Regions from separate parts of the Mus musculus genome. Here region 1 is linked to region 2. A link is a contact called in public Hi-C data. All regions are on one chromosome and are shown on one strand. Each heading gives the region's core, a stretch centred on a gene start, on an enhancer-like site or on the middle of the called end of the contact. The rest is flanking DNA. Distances are from core to core; before and after follow the strand shown.

Region 1 (3,780 bases), core at 846-3,345, 180 kb after region 2:
GCTGAGGATACTGAGGAAAGCTTTCATGCCCAGGCAGGAGGCAGCAACAATACAAGGAAGGGAAACAGAAGAAATATAAAGAGGACAGGTCATTTCAGAGATGTAGAGCTGAGTTCTATGTCCAAAGCTAAGTGCTGCTGAAGAGGGAACCAGTGATTTCCAAAAAGGATCGTTCTCATGAAGCCTGAGAAGTAGCCCTGAAAGAGTGGATCTGCAAATCAGCAGGGTGGGATGCAGGCTCATCTCCCAGACTTGGGAAACTCCAGGAGGTTAGCTGTAGATAAAAGGCAGCTGCTATTGCTAGCATTCAGTGCTTTTAGGCTCTGCTCCAAGCTGGTGGCTTCCTTCTGACAGTTCTGAAACTGGCGGCTGCCACCTATTCCGGCTTCCTCCTCTCGGAGGCATTTGAGGCAAAAGTAGGTAAGCACATGGCTTTTGGGTTCCCTTCTGCCCTGCCTGATGGGAAAGGATGCAGGGAGAGGTTGCTGAGCAACAGGATCTTCAGCGGGGAGTATAAGGAGTTGGCAGTTGAGCTGCACGTGCCCTAGGCAGATGCCTCTGACCCATGTTCCCAGTCCTATTTGTACCTTAGAATCATGCACGATATACTTCAGGCTGCCTAGCTATAACTCTACTTCCAGACACTGGCATCCAATGTACCTACAAATGACCCCACAGGTAGGTAAGTTGTCATTGTTGTTGTCATTGTTGTTATTGCTTTATCCCCCTAAATGATTCTAACCCACAACCAAGACCAAGAACTTCCCAGTGAAGTTGTAGTATGAGTTTCACAGATATTTCAGAGCTTTGATTTGAGATAGGCTCCTAGATCTGTCTAAATTTGGCAAACACAAAACCCAAACACTAGTGGGTGGTGTTGATGAGGGCTGTGCTACAGGGAAAGGGAAGGGCCCCCGAGCCAGGGCACAGCTAAATAAGTACCAGGATCAACTGATGAGCGGTCTCTACCCCGCACTGGGAGGGAGGGAGAGAGGGAGGGATGGCTGGGGTCTGATTATGCTACTCCAGCTAGCATCTCTAATCCTATCATAGCCTCCACTAAGCAGCCTGAAGCCTGCTGAGACTGGAAGCCCAGGAGCCCACCGTCCAGCAGCTGCTGGCTTGGATAAGCTCCAGCATCCCCCAGGGAAGCAGCTTGGAATAGTCACAGCAGCCATCAGCACCACACTCCACGAAATGAGACTTTCAGATCCATTTTGGGGGTTCCGGGAGCTCTCGTCTCCAGGGAGAGCTTCAACCCGTGACGCTTTTAAGAATGATTACTCTCGGAGCCTTAAGACAAAAATCAAGAATCTTGGAGATGCCAGGCTCCACCAGAGCTCACCCAAACAGGGACTTTGAGCGCAGAGTCCAAGCGCCTGCACTGCTTAGCAGCGATCACCCAGCGGATAGACGGGATCCACCCAGCAGGCTAGGGAGCAAGGAGCTCACATTGCTCTGCCAGCAGCATCCCTAGGGACCCCTGCTTGATGACAACCACCCCAGAAATGGGCTCAACAAAACATACAACTAGTCCCTAACCGCTCGCTCTGAAGCTTAGTTCTTCCTCTGTAAAAGAAGAGTGCTCTGACCCTAAGGACCGTACTGCTGTGAAGGCAGAAAAATGACATCATCTTGCTTACAGTGGGACCCTAGAGTTGGCATGGACAGACCTTACTAGAAAGTAATAAAGCACTGGGCAGGTTGGTGCACACTTGTAACCTCAGCACTGAGCAGTCAGAAGCAACAGCACAGTGAGTTCCAGGCTGGCTTGGAATGCACCGTGGGACCCTGTCTCAGAAGCTAAATTAAATGCAAAAAGGGAAAGGAGAAAGATCATAGGAAAAGAAGGAGAGGGAGAGATAAGGGAAACAGAGGAGAGAGAGAGCTACAGAAAGAGAGAAAGGAGGGAGGGAGGAGAAGAGAGAAGGAGGAAAGAACTGAAAGAAAGGGAGGGGGAGGAGAGGAGAACAGGAAAGAGATAGAAGGAAGGAGGTGGAAGAGAGAGGATGGACAGGAAGAGAATAGAGAGGGAAAGGGAAGGGAGGAAGCAAGGAGGGAGGAGACAGGAAGCAGGGACATGGAGCTCTTGCTCTGATCCAGACAGCTCAGCAGATATCGCCCACCCAAATATACAGTGGTCACCCGCCCAGAACACAGATAAACACCCTGCAGAGTCTTTCCCTGACAGCCCCCAGAGAACCGCATATGTTCCGACTTCACCACAGGCTCCTGGAAATGACTTTTGAGTTTTATTTCCTTGTCAAAAATCTTGTTGAAATAATCGTCCCGACCCACGCTGAAGCAGCAGGCTCGTGTCGACTCTTGGCTGGAAGCTTCTGCTCAGCAGAAATCAAGAGACCGGAACATCCATTTGTCACGTGCAGCCGTGTGTAAAAATCTTTAATTGCCCTGCTTAATGGCATGGAACGTGGGAGAGGGGCAGGCAGTGGGTACATAGTGGAGAATAGGCAGAGGTAGTCTCCATGCGCTAAAATCTGCCTGCCATTGGCAGATGGCTGAGTGACCATCAAGGCAAGGATAGTGAACTTCCTTTTCTTTATTCTTTTCTTTGCTGTGGTGTGTGTGTGTGTGTGTGTGTGTGTGTGTGTGTGTGTGAGAGAGAGAGAGAGAGAGAGAGAGAGAGAGAGAGAGAGAGAGAGAGAGAGAGAGAGATCAGGAGAAGGGTTTACACGCTCATGTATGCCTGAAGAAGGCAGAGGCTGCCTTCATGAATGTCTTCCCACCATATATACTTAGGCACAGTATCTCACTGAACCCGAAGCTCACTGATTCTACTTGCTCTAGCTAGCCAGCCTCCATTGCCTCCAGAGAGCTGAGACTGCGGGTGACCACTGTGTGGGGAGCCGCCCTCACATTCGCCATTGCAAGATGGCGCTGACATCCTGTGTTCTAAGTGGTAAACAAATAATCTGCGCATGTGCCAAGGGTAGTTCTCCACTCCATGTGCTCTGCCTTCCCCGTGACGGCAACTCAGCCGATGGGCTGCAGCCAATCAGGGAGCGACACGTCCTAGGCGGAGGATAATTCTCCTTAAAAAGGGACGGGGTTTCGCCATTCTCTCTCTTGCTCTCTTGCTCTTGCTCTCATGCTCCTGAAGATGTAAGCAATAAAGCTTTTGCCGCAGAAGATTCCGGTTTGTTGTGTTCTTCCTGGCCGGTCGCGAGAACGCGTGTAAGACCACTGCCCTACCTGGATTTCACTTGGGCTCAAAGATCTGCACTCCAGTCTTCACGCAGGAGGCAATTCAACCACCGAGTCATCTCCGCACTCCCAGAATCTTCCTTTCAACCTTTGCTTTTCCAGGCCAGGAGCCCTACTGGTCTTTTTGGCCTTTAAGTCAAGGATGTGTCCCCCAGTACCCTCCCATCCCCCAGGTCTGCCCTTCCCACCTCTCCAGCAGACTCTAGGCTCCCTGGAGGAACTTTCTGAGGTGCTCAACACTCTCCCTCTGCTCCCACCCTTCCCCCATGCTCCCACCCTCACCCTTTCCTTTGAGCCATCTCCAGCTTCTGAATCACCCAAGGTCTGCCTGGCCTTCCCCAGTCTATCCCAGGCCCAAAAAGGTCCTTCCCTGTCTAAACACCTATACCCTCAGCCTCGGGTCTTAACTCACTTTAAATTACCCATGACAAACTGTCTGCCCACCCCTTCTAACACAGAAGCACTTGGCATGCATAAGCAGGGTAACTGTAATTCACCATCAAACTAGGACCCTTTTAAGAGGAACGGGGGTGTTATTAATGATCACATCAGGCC
Region 2 (3,655 bases), core at 606-3,105:
CTAACCTACCTAGATGAAAAGATTGCCTGTAATCTCTCTTCACAGACACTCCTTGGGATGCTTGGGTCCTGGCAGGCAGTTTTAATTTTCTTATCTTTGTGCGCATGTGCACGATGCATGCATGGTGGGCATGTGGTGGTCAGAGATAAGTCTGTGAAGTCAGCTCTCTTATCACACCTTTATGTGGATTCCAGGGACCAGACTCGGGTGGCTTGGTTTGTATGGCAAAGGAGCTTAACCCACCCAGCCATCTTGCTGGCCCCAGTAGGTAATGTTTAATCCCTGATGGAGGGCATGCAATTGCAACAGTCCACAGTTGTTTGGGCTTTAGGGACCAGGGCTGGAAAGAAGAGAAGTGTGAAGGTTTGGGTAAGATCCTCTTTGTCACTTTTGACACTTCCTGTGACTTTCCCTAGGTACTGCAAGACATACAACATTAAGCCCCTATAGCACACCTGACATCAGCCCTCGGGCAGGATAGGATCCCAGCAGCCTATCTGCAGATGATGACTAACGATCCACCATCCCCCTCTTCACGTCCACTTGCAGCCCAAGCCACCATCTGTGAGTGGTCTCTTGCTTGACTAATGACTTGTCTCTGAGAATTGTTTTGCACGGTTATAAACAGAGATTGGGCGTTCACCCTCATCGCCTGTCTTTCTTTCCTTTCTTTCTTTCTTTCTTTCTTTCTTTCTTTCTTTCTTTCTTTCTTTCTTTCTTTCTTTCTTTCTTTCTTTCTTCCTTCCTTCCTTCCTTCCTTCCTTCCTTCCTTCCTTCCTTTCTTTTTTTTTTGGTTTTTTGAGACATGGTTTCTCTGTGTAGCCTTGGTTGTCCTTTGTAGACCAAGTGAGTAAGCTGACCTCATCCCTACAAGTATCATCTTTTCTAGAACTCAGTGTGTATCCTGGCGTTGTTCATTCTCAGGCTGCAATCTAGCACAACTCTCAGGAAGTTGCTGGGATGCCCTGGACTCCCCTGAGATAATGGAAGCTTTTCTGATAGCTGAACTGGCAGACAAGACCCTGCCCCCAGAACCATCTTTGTATATGCGTGTATCTCTCTCTTTCTGTGTCTCTGTTGCTCCTCTACCGTGTGTGTGTGTGTGTGTGTGTGTGTGTGTGTGTGTGTGTGTGTGTGGTGTGTCCACATGCTTTACAAGTCCCCGTGTATATCCATGTATCTGGAGAACGAGCTTGGTTGCTGTTTCTTAGGTGATATCTATCTTCTTGTTGTTGGGGTTTTTGTTTGTTTGTTGTTGTTTTTGTTTTGTTGTTGTTTTTGAGTCCCAGTCTCTGACTGATCTGGACCTCACTGGGCTGGGCTAGGCTGGCTCGCCAATGAACCTCAGTGGCTTATCTATATCTGCCTCCTCAGTCCCAGGGCTACAAATGTGTACCCCCATGCCTAGGGATTGAACTCAGGTTCCGCAGACTGAGCGAGCTATCTCCCTAGCCTAGAGAACACTTTCTTAATTGGAAGCTGAGCTGAGTATCTATGGTCCTCTGTTACTGTGCCCATTCCTTGGCACACAGAATGTGGTTAGCTCCTGTCTCATGTTTGGAGGATTAATAAGTAACCAGTACCCACCAGTGTCCCCCCCCCCCCTGCCACTCTTATTCATCTGGCCTCCCTCTAAGATAGGATTGCTTAACTATGAAGACAAAAACCATGGAAAGTTAGTGTTCTACAAGAATTATGCTTCCCACTGCATCCCCCGTTTGAGAGCTCATTCACTTCACAGGCCAGGGCATCAGGGGAGAGGCGCCAAGCACAGAAACACGTGTCTGCATCCCCCTGGGGATGGCCGTGCATCACTCCGCTCCCCGCACAGCTGTTCTACAGAACAAAACACAAGGCAGCATTCTGCATATTCCAATCTACCCTCTGACCTAGCTTGGAACGGAATTCCTTCCAGTGTTCATAAAACATCTCGAGGAACGGTTATTCCAGTGACCTCACAACTGATTGCCGACCAGCAGTCGGCATTTTGTAAAATCATGACTTTAATTCCCAGGGACCAAGGGTGCAACATTTGTGTGTGCATAATGCTTTATCCCCCCCAAAAAAACCCTCCCTCTTGGTGGCAACACCCTCTTCCATGAACTGCCTATGACCCTCAGGAAAAAAAAAGTCAGAGACCCACCACACAGTCACAGATTTTTGTGAAGAGAGTGGACTTTAAGAACATCTGCCTAGATTCCATAGTCACAGAAGGGCAATTTCCCCGGAGTTAAGTCCTACACAGCACTGGGCTGAGAACTCAAGGATCCTGGTTCATCATCCAAAGCTGTTTCAGAAGCAGGAGGAAGAGCTCCTGCCCTTCAGAGGGGGCGCAGTAGTACCATGTAGTTAGAAGGCTGGGGGAGAGCTCCGTGGGAAGTGTTTGCTGTGCTAGCAGGAGGGGCTGTGTGGGATCCCTAGTGCCCTCTGGAAAGCTAAGGGTGATTTGTACATTTACAACCCCAGCTCTGAGGAGGCAGGCAGACATATCCCTGGGGTTCACTAGCCAGCCAGCCTAACCTAATTAGTGAGCCCTAGGGTCTAGTTAGAGATTCTGTGTTAGAAAACAAGATGAACAACTCACTTGAGGTTGACTTCTGCCCCCTCCCCTCCACAGCACACATACCACACATATGGAGATATATATATGTAACACACACACACACACATGCTTTTTAAAAATAAAGTTGAGGGGATGGAGAGATGGTTTGTAGTTAAAAGCACTTGTTGTACAGTCGTGAGGACTGAGATTTTGACCCTAGCACCCATAATAGAGATCCTATAGGGCAAGCTAGGCATCTTGCCCATGCCTGTAACCCCAGCAATGAGGGGGCAGAGACAGGAGACTGTTGGGGCTTGCTGACTTCCAGTGCAATTGGGAAAACGGGAACCCCAAGTTCATGGAGAGAGCTTATTTTCATAGGAATTGGTAGAGGGTGACAGAAAATGACACGTGATGGGTCTCTTGAGGCCTCCATGTGTACACACACACACACATACACATGCTCAACACACACACACTGAATAAATATTTTATTAATGTATTAAAATTTTAAAAATTGTATTTTATTGGATTGATGAATGTTTTATCTTCATGTATATATGTATAATATGTATGTGCGTGTATGTGCATGGTACCTGTGGAAGTCAGAAGTAAGTTTTTAGATCCTATAGAACTGGAGGTAGAGATGGTTATTAGGTGCCATGTGGGTGCTGGGAATCGAACCTGGGTCCTTTTCAAGAGAACAAGTGCTCCTAACTGCTAGTCCATCTCTCCAGCTCCCAGCAGACACTTTTTAGAAGCAGAGTTTCGGCATGTCAATAGGCTATGATGATATTTTGCTATTTGGGGGTCATAAGTGGCTCTAAAACACCATTTGTGATCCCTCTGAATGAGAAACCATGAAAGGCCAAGTTCAGAGAAAGCCTCAGAACTTCACACCCAACAAAGAAGAAAGCAAACCCATTCTTTTAGAATGCCCAGTTACTAAGCCTGCCCTTGTATTAGCAGAGAGCTTACCATGTCATGAAAGTTAGGACTCGCTTCCACAGCATTTCTCATAAAACAGAAGGACAAGAACTTAGGCATAGGGTATTAAAAATAATGTGTTTTTAATTCACTGGTTTGTAAGTTACAGGCATTTTAAAAAAATAA

Evidence for each region. Hi-C and Micro-C count contacts between places; a contact is called where the count stands out from the background.
Region 1: a contact with region 2 is called in a Hi-C map of the G1E-ER4 cell line, with 2.0 times the contacts expected there. The contact joins two enhancer-like sites. A contact is called at or near these places in 6 of 484 Hi-C or Micro-C datasets (the G1E-ER4 cell line, cerebellar granule neurons, nephron progenitors and 2 more), 3 of 115 datasets of contacts at active chromatin or transcription factors (astrocytes, embryonic basal ganglia and embryonic stem cells) and 1 of 9 other capture datasets (embryonic stem cells).

Annotation. Positions count from the first base shown.
Region 1 is chr9:60,456,461-60,460,240 of GRCm38.p6, forward strand. The region is part of intron 3 of Thsd4 (thrombospondin, type I, domain containing 4); the gene reads right to left. Among named protein-coding and RNA genes, the nearest start is that of Thsd4, 53 kb to the right of the region's middle. Within about 2 kb of position 2,096, at least 58 of the 459 cell types and tissues checked have an H3K27ac peak or open chromatin away from gene starts, as enhancers often do. A contact at or near this core is called in the G1E-ER4 cell line and uterus, where this site is marked.
Region 2 is chr9:60,279,641-60,283,295 of GRCm38.p6, forward strand. All of the region lies in intron 6 of Thsd4 (thrombospondin, type I, domain containing 4), which reads right to left. Among named protein-coding and RNA genes, the nearest start is that of 2010001M07Rik, 53 kb to the right of the region's middle. Within about 2 kb of position 1,856, at least 12 of the 459 cell types and tissues checked have an H3K27ac peak or open chromatin away from gene starts, as enhancers often do. A contact at or near this core is called in the G1E-ER4 cell line and uterus, where this site is marked.